Regions from separate parts of the Mus musculus genome. Here all the other regions are linked to region 1. Evidence: chromatin contacts called from public Hi-C and HiCAR-type data. All regions are on one chromosome and are shown on one strand. The core of a region is the stretch at or near the end of the contact, and the rest is flanking DNA. Distances in the headings are between cores, read along the strand shown. Region 1 holds the start of Pak1ip1 (PAK1 interacting protein 1). Region 2 holds the start of Fars2 (phenylalanine-tRNA synthetase 2 (mitochondrial)). Region 3 holds the start of Ssr1 (signal sequence receptor, alpha).

Region 1 (4,140 bases), core at 1,222-3,721:
ACCTGATTCAAACACGTTACAGCTTATGTCAAAGCACTGTTCAGATTACATATTTATGTAATGTATGTGATACTGGTTATGCTGGCTACTGGCTGGGTTTAGAAGCAGCACCTGGAACTGTTAACAGCATAAGCCTGGGGACCATCTTGACATGTCGGACTCACAAACCATGACGCCTGGAGTGTCTCTTGCCCTATGAACCTCCCAAATGTTCATCTATAAAATGAGAATGGTTGTATCAGTCTCAGGGCTGCTGTATATCTGGAATGAGTATACTAAAGAAACCCCAACCATGCACTGAAGAGATGGCTCAGAGGCTACGAGGACTAATTGCTCTTCCAGAGGTCCTAAATTCAATTCCCAGCAACCACATGGTGGCTCGCAACCATCTGTAAAGGGATCCAATGCCCTCTTCTGGTCTCTTCTGGTGTGTCTGTAAACATCTACAGTGTACTTATGTATATGGAAGGGAAGGAAGGAGGGAAGGAGGGAGGGAGGGAAGGAGGGAGGGAGGGAGGGAGGGAGGGAGGGAGGGAGGGAGGGAGGGAGAAACCAAGAAAGAAAGAAAGAGAGAGAGAGAGAGAGAGAGAGAGAAAGAAAGAAAGAGGGAGGGAGGGAGAAACCCAACCACAACAGGCACTAAGGAATTTTCGACAAAACAGATCAGTAAGTGATAAGTAGAACTGTTCAAGAAATAATCATTCTTTTTTGTTTTTCAAGACAGAATTTCTCTGTGTAAACCAGGCTGTCCTGGAACTCAGAGATCCGCCTACCTCTGCCTCCTGAGTGCTGGGATTACGGGTGGGGCCACTGCCCTGATAGATGACACTTCTAATCCCCTTTACTGTCTGACTACTATGTTGGCAATTACCTGTATCTTCTTGCCATACCAGACAAAAATAAATTTCATACTGTGCTACACTTAACCTCCATGTGTTTCTCTCTTCGCTTGTTCACCATCCCTTCAACCAAGAAGGCCACAACAGCAGGGCTCACACCTCTGGCACCTTTCGCCCTACCCACAGTAGGTGGACGATAAACAGTGAATCTGCATCACTTTCTTCATCCCAGGCCAGCTGTAGTAGTTCTTTTGTGTATAATGTATTTTTATTTTATGTAGATTGGTGTTTTGACTGTATGTATGCCTGTAGGAGGATATTAGATCCCTTCGAACAGGAGTTAACAAACAGTTGTGAGCTGCCGTGTAGGTGCTGGGAACTGAACCAGGACCCTCTGGAAGAACAGCCAGTGCTCTTAACCGCTAAGCCATGTCTCCAGTCCAGCCAGCGCTCTTAACCGCTGAGTCATGTCTCCAGTCCTATAGTAGTTTGTTAATCAGGACAGAAACTCAGTGAAAGGTGAAGTTATTTTTACATTAGAACTTTAAGAACTACAATCATTGTCAGCTTAAATGCACACCTTATTTTTTCATGCCTTAGGAATGCTTTAAGGTTTTTCTTAACCTTTTAAATTATCAGATAATAACTGTATATATTTATGGAGCACAATGGGATATTTGAATGCATACATAGATCAGATATGAAAAAGGCAACCCCTTTTGAGCTGGTTCAAAATACGCTGTAGTAGCTAGTTTAAAATACACAATTAATGCTGTCAACTATAGTTACCTTTCAAGGAAAAAAAAAGCAATCAGTCATTCCTCCCATCAAACTTCATTTCTGCAAGCATTAGCCCTCCTCTCTCCGTCACCTCCCTACGTTGGCCCCAACCACTTCTGGCAGCCATTCATCCACTCCCGACAGAGATGAACATTCCTCGTTACCTACTGTAGACATTTTATCTACTATAGCAAGTAAATATTATTTCAATTCTGAGAAGCCTCTACTCTGTAAAGAGCAGGATCTTTCCACACAAGCTCTGAGCTCACTCTCCTCCTGCCTCAACCTCTCGAGAGCTGGGATTAGCTGCATAAACCTGTCCGTTTTCCAACAAAGTCCGCCATCCAAGACCCATAGAGAACCAGCGATAAATAACAACCTCCACGGTCCTGCCCCGGAAGGACCAGCCCGCCTGTCCCCCGCAGCCCCGGGGCTCGCGCTGCCTCACCTCCTGATGGCCACTCTTCGCGGGCCCGCGCTGTACCGTGAACCCAAACAGGACCTGCTCGTAGCTGCCGGCGACCAGCTCCATTCCGCAGCACTCGTGCCGGGCAAGAGACGCCGGCGTGGAGACCCGATGGCTGCGGAGGCTGGCCCTTCCCTTCCTCAGCCGGCGCGCGAGTTATACGTCACCGCCCGGGGGCACCTTTTAGGCGCCTGCAAATGGCAATAACGGAGGACGCGCTCCGTCCTCCGTTACGTGGGACGTCACGTGACCCTTCTGCGACGAGCTTAAGGAAGGAAGCCGCGGGAGGAGGCTCTCAGAGCAGAGAGAAAGAAAAGTTGTGTCAAGCAGGCAAGTCCTGGGAAGCCGTGGGCTCCGCCGGCCTTGGGAAATGGGAGGGAACTTCTCCCCGGAAGCCCCAACTTCCGGCGCGCCTAAGGAAGGGGCGGGCCCACTTCCGGCTCCGGTGGCCAGCGGTTGTCTAGACAACCCTTGTAGTTCCTGGAGGGTTGCTGTGATTTGGGGATCCGGAATGCATTTCCTCCATTTATGATTTTCTTTTCTTGTTTTGTTTTGTTTTGTTTTGAAGACAGGCTTTCACTGTGTAGCCCTGACAGTCCTGGAACTCACTCTGTAGACCAGGCTGGCCTCGAACTCAGAGCTCCGCCTGCCTCTGCCTCCCGGGTGCTGGGATTAACTATGATTTTCTTATTTGCAGCCAGTCTCACTTCGTCGCCCAGCCTGGCGCCTCCTTGCACCCGTTTTCCTCCTGCAGCTTCCCCATGGCTCGGATCACAAGCAAAGGGTTTTGTTTTCGTGCCGAGAGAGAGCAGATTAGGGTCGGCCCGGGGACGGTCAGGGCTCGCGGGACCCGGAGTTGGCAGTGTCCCCTCGCTGGATTGCGAGCCCGGGCCTGCCAGTCCGTGTCCCGCCTGCAGGCAAGCCGTCCATCTCCTCAGCTTTTCTTGCCTACTGGCTTCTTGTATCTAATCAGACTGGCCATGTGCTGACCTATGGTACAGGAAAAAAGATTTGTCTTGAGGGAGGAGGACAGTGGCTACATCTCTACCCGAGTTAAGGGACAAAGTGCAGGGCTGGAGAGATAGCTAGGCGGTTGAGAGCACTGTCTGCTCTTCCAGAGGTCCTGAGTTCATTTCCCAGCAACCACATGGTGGCTCACAAACATCTGTGATGGGGTCTAGTGCCCTCTTCTGGTGTGTCTGAAGGAAGCAATGGTGGTGTACTCCTATGCATAAAGATAAATAAATAAATCTTTAAGGGGGGGAGGTGCAGAGGTTAATGAAAGCAATAATATCCTTTTTTCCTTTCTCTTTAGGCGGGGTCAGGGATGAGTGCATATGTCAAAGCGGGTGGGTTGGTGCTTATGTCAGATCTTCACACAGGCCTGTGAATTAATGGAGTTCTTAAGTGCTTAGACATTGTTTCCAAACACTTGTTCTCTAAGGCTGCAAATTGTCGACACAGCCTCTTTTGCTTGAGTATAGGGGGAAGTAATTAATTTGACTTTGGGTGTTTTGATGATTTTTCAATTGTGTAAAGGCTCTTCCAGTTTGGGCTATTCCACTTGCAACCCTTGTGTTACTTAATTTATCTCCAGGTATTGCTAAGTTGTCCTGAGCATGTTAATCATTTTCACCAGAGAACCACTAAAGTTGGAACATGTCTCCTTAGCTTGGAACAAAGTGAAAAGTCTCATCTTGTCCATACATGGTGTGTTACAGTTTACATTGGGTCATACTCATTTTAATGCAATAGTAATCATATCAAAAAAAATGGGGGTGGGGGATGAGTAAAACTGCTTCAGAACCCTGTGGTTTATTTACCCTATTGTTCCTGGAAGCGCCTCGCCCCCTTATTACCACCAGGGAAATACCAGCTGCTGTTGGAGAAATATAAGTGCGGGTATTTGTTTTGTTTTGTGTTTTTTGTTTTATGGTTTTGTTTTTGAGACAGTGTTTCTCTGTATAGCCCTGGCTGTCCTGGAACTCACTTTGTAGACCAGGCTGGCCTTGAACTCAAGAAATCCACCTGCCTCTGCCTCCCAAGTGCTGGGAT
Region 2 (4,140 bases), core at 1,116-3,615, 4.9 Mb after region 1:
CCAGCTTGAATCTGAACCTTCAGAGCCAACCCAAACACAACCTCCACCTTAACAGGCCCTAATTCTCAGGGCTCAATGTTTCTCTACCCTGGCAACATCCAGGGACAGGGGAACGCCACCAGGAGGCAGGAGCAGGTGGACCTCTCAGGTCAAGGCCAGCCTGATCTACAGAGCAAGCACCAAAACAGCCAAGAAAGAAAAGAAAGGGGGCAGGGGGAGAGACTTGGAATAGCATTAACTAATGCCATGTTACAGCAATTGATTTGAACAAAGGAAAAACAAAATGGCATGAGAATCAAGCAGCAAATCCAAAACCAAACAAAGTAGATGCTAGAATCCTCACAACAATGTGATCCGGAAGCCTTTACAGAAAATGTCATTGGCAGCAACATAATCATCTACTCAATAGCTTACAAGTTGGCTATTGAAATGGTTATAGGACCTCTTGAAAAATGTTTAATTACTGTGATTTAACTCTACATTAGATTAGTCGATTGTGTTCATTGCTAGTACAAAGTCCAAATCCATAGCCTGACTAATTTTCCCCAACACTAAGAAGCTATCAGTTTCCTAATCTCAACTGCTCTTTAACTGAAAAAGCTACTGCCCAAACTATTTTAACTCTGCATATTCTATGAGCTGCATTTGATCACACAAAGATAAGCCAGGTCGATACATTACTGTACACATTAGTAATTAACTCCTTTGTAATTAGGCATCAACTGCATACAGTAATTATCCTAATTTCACTTTCAAGATGAAAGTAAAATACATTTAAAACATATTCCCCACTCTTTTATGACAAATCAAAGTAATTTAAAACGTTTTTCCTTCTCATTCTGGTAATTTTGTCTACCTGTAACTTTTAATGTGTAGGTTTTCCTGGGGCATTATTATCAATAGCAATCAATATTCTATTACCTCAAGAGACCACAGCTCTGTTCTGACTCTGCAACAAGGGGAAAACCTACTTTACAGATGTCAGCCATTTAGAAAGTTGCAAGTAAAACTCAAAATATTAATGGATCCCATTAAACTTGAGTCAGTGACCTGATCAAACAAACAGAAAGGGAACAAAAGGCAAGTTCTGTTCCATTTATTTAAAAATTAAATTTGAAATTTAAAAATCTATTTTGACTAAGACAAAAATCAAACAGGGGCTTAAGAGTGTTTTTATAAAAGCACTGTATCGTCAATACCTTTGATTGCCACTACATCAAGACGAGTAGGTATACTTAGATTCAAGGACAACAAGTTGCAAACATGTGATCCAGAAAAACACAGATTGTTTCGAATAGAGAATGAAAGCTTGATACACCAAAACAAATGATAAGGCATGGTAAATTGACTTCCGTCTTATCGTTAAAATGACTCTTTGCTGTATTTAGGGACAGAGAATTTGCAGGTAGTGGCTTGTTGCACCATCTTAATATAAAACAATATTCCAAAACTAACGAGTGAGTTCCAAACACAAGAACCAGAATTATTCGAAGCTTCTCTTCGCACAGTCCTAAGATCAAGGAACAACCCAAAAACTTAAGTACTTTAGTAAGCTGGTCCGTGATAGCTAAAAGCTGAGAAAAACCCTCTTTTTGCCTTGGGTCTGAAATGATGTCTAGGAAATCCCCTAAAGTCCTAAGGGTTCCCTTATTAATCATGACATCTAATTTATTTATGTGCTTGTTTGTTTATTTATGTTTACGCACTACAAAACCGTGCTCTTAACAAAAACAGTAGTGCATCCCACACTTTTAATCCCAGCACCGGGAAATCTGTGACCAGGAGCTCAAGGGCAGTCTGGACTACAAAACGAGACCCCGTCTCAAAAACAGGAAAGAAAAAAAAAAAAAAACAGAAAAGAAAAGAAAGAAAAAATAGTAAACAAACAAAAAATAGTGTAGCCCCTTAGTGAAGATCCCGGAAATGGAAGTCACAGCCGAATGCAAAGTGCATAACAGTCGGCGACCTGACACCTCTACTCTGCAGCAAGGCCAGCACTCACCCAGCGTACGCCGGGGAAACCAAACGCGGGCGTTTCGAAGTCCGCAAAGCGGCCACACACTCACTCCGCCGTCACTGAGCTTAACCTCTGGCTACCGAGACGCTGGGCGCGCTGGGCGCCGCCATCTTGACGGGAAGAGGCCAGGGCCCTAGGTCCCTTGAGCCGCTCGCCCAAAGACAAGCCGGTGCGCCAGGAAGTCGCCAGCTAGTTACCTCCGCACCACTGGCGCTGCGTCCCCCAGTCACGATGACACTGATAAACTCAGGCTGCCAACCAGACGGATCCAAAGCAAAGTCACCCTCGTTTTCGTGCACAGCAGGTCAGGCAGCGCCAAAGACAGCCGAGCCGGGCAGGGGCAGGGCTGGGGAGCGCGGCTCGTAACCCAGGCAACGGGGCCTAGGCAGGTGTAGGGGGCGTGGTGTCAGGAGACACCGGGATCTCGGCCACGCCCCCGGGCGGTTCGAAAGGCGGAGGAGGCTTTGAGCCCTGGTGTTCGAGCCCGCGACTGTCCTCCCGAGGAGCGAGCCTGGGGCTGGACGGCTCGGCCTCCTGCCGCCCGAGGAGCCTGTGAGGAACGCGGAGCCTCCAGGACACGGGCGCCACCCCTTAGCTGCCCGCCGCCCTGCCTGCGGCGCCACCTCTCGCGCAGGACGCGAGCCAGGCCGCGCGCGAGCCAGGCGGAGCCTCTCTTCTCCTGCCTTCCAGCGTGCTTTTTTTTTTTTTTTTTTTTTTTTGCATCGTTTGACATTTGGGTTCAGTTAAACTTGGGGCTTCTACGAAGAAGGACCTGTTTGGTTTTGTTGTTAGGGTGTTTTTTGGTTTGTTTGTTTTTGTTTATTTTCAACATGGCAGCCTCCAGCCGCGCACAAGTTTTAGATCTGTACCGGGCGATGATGAGAGAGAGCAAGCATTTCAGCGCCTACAATTACAGGTGACCCGGGGGGAGGGCCGGGAATCGGGTGCCCAGCTCTGTCTGCGGGGGTCGCGGATCAGGCGGCCACAACCTGTGAAAGTGACAGGCTCCACTCCCATGACGCGCACGTGCAACTGTCCACCCCCAGGTGTGACCCTCAGAGCCCTGGAGGGGAGGAGCCAAGGACTTGCCCTTCAAATGCTGGGATACCTTCCCTGAACTGACACCCACATAGGGGCTTTAGGACCATTAAACAGTGTCCTGTTTCTGCGGTACAAAGTGATGAACGCGAAGCTACCAGTGAGAAGCTAGGACAAGGAAACTTAGGGCATACCTATATCTTGCCTTGAGATTACAAGAGTGGAAGCAGGCAGTCTAGACCACGTGGACACAAAACTGAAGGCTTGCTCTAGGGCCCCCTTTCATTTCACTAGTGTTTTAATTCGTGACGTTGGTTCCAAGTATCAGATACGTTCTTACTAAAGGATGGTGGAGAGGGGCTACATATTCATGTTAAAGGTAAAATGAGTTGCTAAGCCTTTAAAAACTGAATTCTTAGTTTATCCAGCCTCGCCAAACTGAAATCTTACTGCTAGATCCTAGAGTCTAGGACCTATAACAAGAGGACAGGAGCATCAATTCTTCAAAAACATTTAAAACTTAAATTTATTTTAAGTTATAAAATGTATGTTAATGAGTTACTATGCGTGCACCTCACTTAAATGCACTAAAACTTACATTTTTAACTCTGCCCCATTTCTTTCCTTGCTTGGCCTATTCCCCTACTTGTATGAGTCCCTTATACTTCCTTGCCACATGGTAGTGGTGCACACCTTTAACCCCAGCACTGGGAAGGCACAGGCAGCCAGAGCGCTGAAATCGAGGCCACCATGAACTACACAGAGAAACCCAGTCTCAAAAAAACCAAAACAACACACACACACACACACACACAAAACTCTACCTCAGAACCTCCACCTTCACAGTTTCTGCTTCTTTGAAACTTCTGACCCAACATTTCTGTAGAGTTTTAGGGTTTTTCTGATATTTGGTGTCTTATTGATTAATTACCTGAATCCTTTGAGATTGAATCTAAGAATAAGAATCTGATGAAACCAGCTCATTTTCTCCAGACAGTTTGCTTATTTTCATTTATTTCCCAAGTCTTTCAAGTACTTAACAAGCTGTCCTTCACAGCTGCCCAGGCATGGGCTGGGTGTCTTGG
Region 3 (4,140 bases), core at 1,129-3,628, 3.0 Mb after region 1:
GCTTCTTTTCTCTGTTTTGTTTCCAACCCTGTGCCAATCTCAAAGTCTCATTTCAGTCTGTCTGCCTAGCCATTGGCTGTTGGCTCTTTATTGATCCATCAGAAACCAGTTGGGGACAAGGACCTTCAGCATATTCCCGACTTGGGAGACTGGATTAATTCAAAGCATTAAAACCAATTCCCAAATTTCATCCTTTCTGTCCAAATTAAAAAAAAAACTCTTAGACATAATTTGAGCATAACCATAACACGTAAATTACAAAGTATGATATACAATTAACATCCAGTCCATCATATTTATTAACTATATACAGTATTTTACCTTTTACCCTAACTTAAAGAGCTTACCATTCTATACCTGAATTATGTTCTGATTTTAGCTTGTATTATGTCTTAGTCAGGGTTTCTATTCCTGCACAAACATCATGACCTAAAAGCAAGTTGGGGAAGAAAGGGTTTATTCAGCTTACATTTCTACATTGCTGTTCATCTCTCAAGAAAGTCAGGACTGAAACTCAAGCAGGTTAGGAAGCAGGAGCTGATGCAGAGGCCATGGAGGGATGTTACTTACTGGCTTGCTTCCCCTGGCTTGCTCTCTTACAAGCAAGTCCCAAGACTACCAGCTCAGGGATGGCATCACCCACAATGGGTCCTACCCCCTTGATCACCAACTGAGAAAATGCCCCACAGCCTGATCTCTAGGAGGCATTTCCCAAACTGAAGCTCCTTTCTCTGTGATAACTCCAGCTTGTGTCAAGTTGACACCCAAAACCAGCCAGTACACATTACCATCTGAAAAACATCCTTTCAAATCTATATCATCTCTTTCAATGCTAAACAACTTAAGTTTGCTTGTGAGACTATAATTAGTCTTCAACCCCATCAAATATCCAAGATCCTCGTATTTAACCCGGGAGTGTCTCCTGGCACAAGAAACTGACAAGGACTGTAACTGAGGGGATGGTACAGAGACACTGTCCTTGTACCGAAGATCTCACTGTCTCCCTTTCTGAGGTCTGACTTCAGGTGGTGGCACTTCTGACTCCTTAATGTTCATAGAATTTATAGACAGTCTCTTTCCCCTGTTCAGGTCAGACATGTGTTCATCTGATCTGAACCTACTGGGGTTAATTAAGTTGAGATATGGTCTGTGACTTCCACTTCAGTCATCTTCAACAATTCTGAGGGGAGTTTATTTGTCCCTCTGTGGCTCAGAGGCTCCAATGATCCTGGTGGCTGCTTAACCTGTGTAGTGGTTTGAATGAGAACTGCCCCAGTAGGCTTGTGTTTGAATGTTACATCCCAGTTGGTGGAACTGTTTGGTAAGGACTTATGTGAGGAGGTGCATTGTTGGGTGTGGGCTTTGAGGTTTCAAAAGTCCGTACCATTGGACTTACCTCTCTGCCTTGTCCTTTGGGGCTGAACATATAAGCTCTCAGCTTCCACGTTAGCACTGCCTGCCTGCTCCCATTCTCTCTGATGCGATGGTCAGGAACTCACCCTCTGAGACTGTAAACAAGCCTACAAATCAAACACTTTCTTTTATAAGTTGCCTTGGTAATGGTATCTCTTCACAGCAACAGAAAAGTAACCAAGACAGTCCCTGAATCAGGATTGTGGCTGGAGGTTCTCAGCGCAGCCACTACATCCCGAGTGTTTCACACTGACCAGCTGAAGTTGCCAGAAATATGCCAGAAGTGAGATCTTTGGCGTAGAAACTGCAGAAAGGCTAGGTAATTGCTAAGTTTGGGTTGTTAAGAAAAATTACAGAACTGAACCTCTAATGATCAGAGTTCAAGCCCAGAACCCATCTAAAATGTGGAGAGAATCAGTTCCCTAGAAGTTGTCCTTTGACTGACCTTTACATCTATCTGTGCACTGGCAATTATACACCAGAGAGACAGTCAAATTTAAAAGAATAAAACTCCAGAACTCCGATTGTTTATTGCAGGGGGGGTAGAATTTTGTGACAAGGTATTAACTCTGTAGCCCAGTCTTGCCCCGAACTCGCTACATAGCCCAGGCTGGTCTCCAGCTCGCTGCAATCCTCCTGCCTCCATCTCTCAAACTCTGGGGTTACAATGTGAGACATCACTTTCGGCTTTTTATTTTTATTTATTTATTTTGTCGTTATCCATATCCTTTACTTTCTGTCTTTCAACTGCCACACATGCGGGAAGTTTCCACTCCTTGGCCCCTCAAAGCAACGGGGGACAAAGCGATGCTAAGCATCTGGAAGAGATAAGCCTGCTCAGCTAGGCTCTCGCGGGAGCCCGTAGGCTCCCCTGGTCCCCGCCACCGCCGGCCACGTGATCTCCCGGCCCGCAGGCCCCGCCCCTGGGCGCTTAGAGGCCACGTCGACGGTGGCGGGGAGGGGCGACGGATGGCGCGCGTGCGTGCGTGCCCCGCCCCTCCACCGCGGCCCGGATGAAGAGTAACGCCATTACCGCCAGAGCCTCCGAGAGCCCTAGCGGACCCGCACCGGACGCTGACCGGCCGTACCATGAGACTCCTCCCCCGCCTGCTGCTGCTGTTCCTGCTGGCCTTTCCCGCCGCCGTGCTGCTCCGAGGCGGCCCCGGAGGTGAGAGACGCGGGGCTGGGTTGGGGACCGCGGCCGACCCCCGGCCCGGCTCTCGTGGGCCATGCTATCCCCCGCCCCGGGACCCCCCGCAGCTCGGCGTCCTCAGCGAGCGCGGGCCCGAAGCCCGCGGTCCGCAGGACCCACGCCAGGGTCGGCCTCGCTTCTCCGCCCGCGCTCGCCGCGGGCCGCCCGTCCCCAAGCTCTGCGCTGACGTGTCGCTAGCCACACGCCGGCGCGCCTCCATTCATTCGCCCACTGTAGATTCTTCTCCTCGGCGCGTGGATCGTGTTCGCCCGGCCCCCTCGCTCGCCCATCGCGGTCTGTGTGGACCGCGAGGCTCGGTGTCCAAATCCGTCCCCTTCCTCCGGCTGCTTGTCAGCCGCTACCGTAGAGTATGGCCGGATGGCCTCCTCCTTCCTTTTCTAATTTCTCTCCCCTCCCCTCCCTTTTCCAGCCAGTTTTTGCTGGTTGAAAATATGCTGCGAAAAAGTTATTTCGAGCTTTGTAAGTTTATTCTTTCCAACGATTGACCTGGGCTAAAAACTTGGCAGAATGTAAAAACGTAGAAACTTGTTCCCCCTTGCCCGCCATGTCCATTAATTTTGCTAGTTTATAAAAACAACTAGTTTGAGTGGTCACCAGAAAGAATTCCTTTTCTTTCTCTAAGTTTCTGTGGCCCAGGGCATGAGAAATAACGAGCCATGTTATGAACTCTTTGGCCAAGCACACAGAAGTGCTTGGCTTCTACTTAGTAACTAGTATGACTTTGAATTATAGCTGTTAGGGATTTTGGCTTGGGAGTGTGGTGGTGGGGACATAAGACAGATGTTGAGACCGAGTCTCATGTAGGTAACCCTGGCTGCGTTGTAAGTTGGTGCCCTAGCTAGCACGTCCTTGAACTTATGATCCTTGTGCCTGTACCTCTGGGGTGCTGGGTTTCAGGGTGTCACCACACCCCGTGGATGAAGTGGTGGGGATGAACCCAGGGCTTCCATCGTGCCAGGCATGCAAGGCACATATGCACACTACAACCTTAGACCATTGGGGTTTTCTTTCTTTCTTTAAATCTGGCTTTTGATAAATTACCTGTAAACTATGAATGAACTGTTTTAACTCGGGAAAGTAAAAAGACTTAAAAAAATCATGGTTTTAAAGATAGTGTTTTCTCTTGGGCTTTGCACATGTGGCTGTTCCCACATTTTCCCTCGCTGCTGGATTGCCACATCATCGCTCCCCGAGAAGTGGTAATAAGAACTGCTTGAACTTTAAAGGGCTTTGTAGAGTTTTGCCTGAAAGTGATGTTGTGTGGTTTTTGAGAAAGCTTTGTCAACAAGTCTCTGATTTATAAATTAGCATTATGATTAGCCCTTATTTTTTTTGATATTTTAAATGTCTGAAACTATGCTTGAAGTCATGTGCAAAAATAGTTGGATTTTTTTTCTTTGCTACTAACCACGAAGCTGCCACTATTTATTTTAATTTTTTATTATATTTAGTGTGTGTCTGCCTGTCTGCCTTGTAATATATATCCAGAAGCTAGGAGACAATTTGCAGGGTGC

What was found. A called contact is a pair of places that touch in the nucleus more often than the background predicts. HiCAR-type assays count read pairs that join an accessible place to other places.
Region 2: a Hi-C map of CD8 T cells shows a contact between it and region 1, with 4 times the contacts expected there. The contact joins the promoter of Fars2 here to the promoter of Pak1ip1 in region 1.
Region 3: a contact with region 1 is called in a HiCAR-type map of astrocytes, with 4 times the contacts expected there. The contact joins the promoter of Ssr1 here to the promoter of Pak1ip1 in region 1. A contact is called at or near these places in 3 of 39 promoter capture datasets (the HPC-7 cell line, cranial neural crest and liver), 1 of 484 Hi-C or Micro-C datasets (CD4 T cells) and 1 of 115 datasets of contacts at active chromatin or transcription factors (astrocytes).

What each region holds. Positions count from the first base shown.
Region 1 is chr13:40,999,341-41,003,480 of GRCm38.p6, reverse strand. Pak1ip1 (PAK1 interacting protein 1) reads right to left here and starts at 2,471. Exons shown (of 10, transcript NM_026550.3): 1 at 2,068-2,471. The coding sequence starts at 2,151. A730081D07Rik (RIKEN cDNA A730081D07 gene) reads left to right here and starts at 2,335. Exons shown (of 5, transcript NR_155347.1): 1 at 2,335-2,415.
Region 2 is chr13:36,115,868-36,120,007 of GRCm38.p6, reverse strand. It overlaps Fars2 (phenylalanine-tRNA synthetase 2 (mitochondrial)), which reads right to left and starts at 2,365. Exons shown (of 7, transcript NM_024274.3): 1 at 2,003-2,365. Lyrm4 (LYR motif containing 4) reads left to right here and starts at 2,651. Exons shown (of 3, transcript NM_201358.2): 1 at 2,651-2,933. The coding sequence starts at 2,848.
Region 3 is chr13:37,992,446-37,996,585 of GRCm38.p6, reverse strand. Ssr1 (signal sequence receptor, alpha) reads left to right here and starts at 2,378. Exons shown (of 8, transcript NM_025965.4): 1 at 2,378-2,581. The coding sequence starts at 2,503.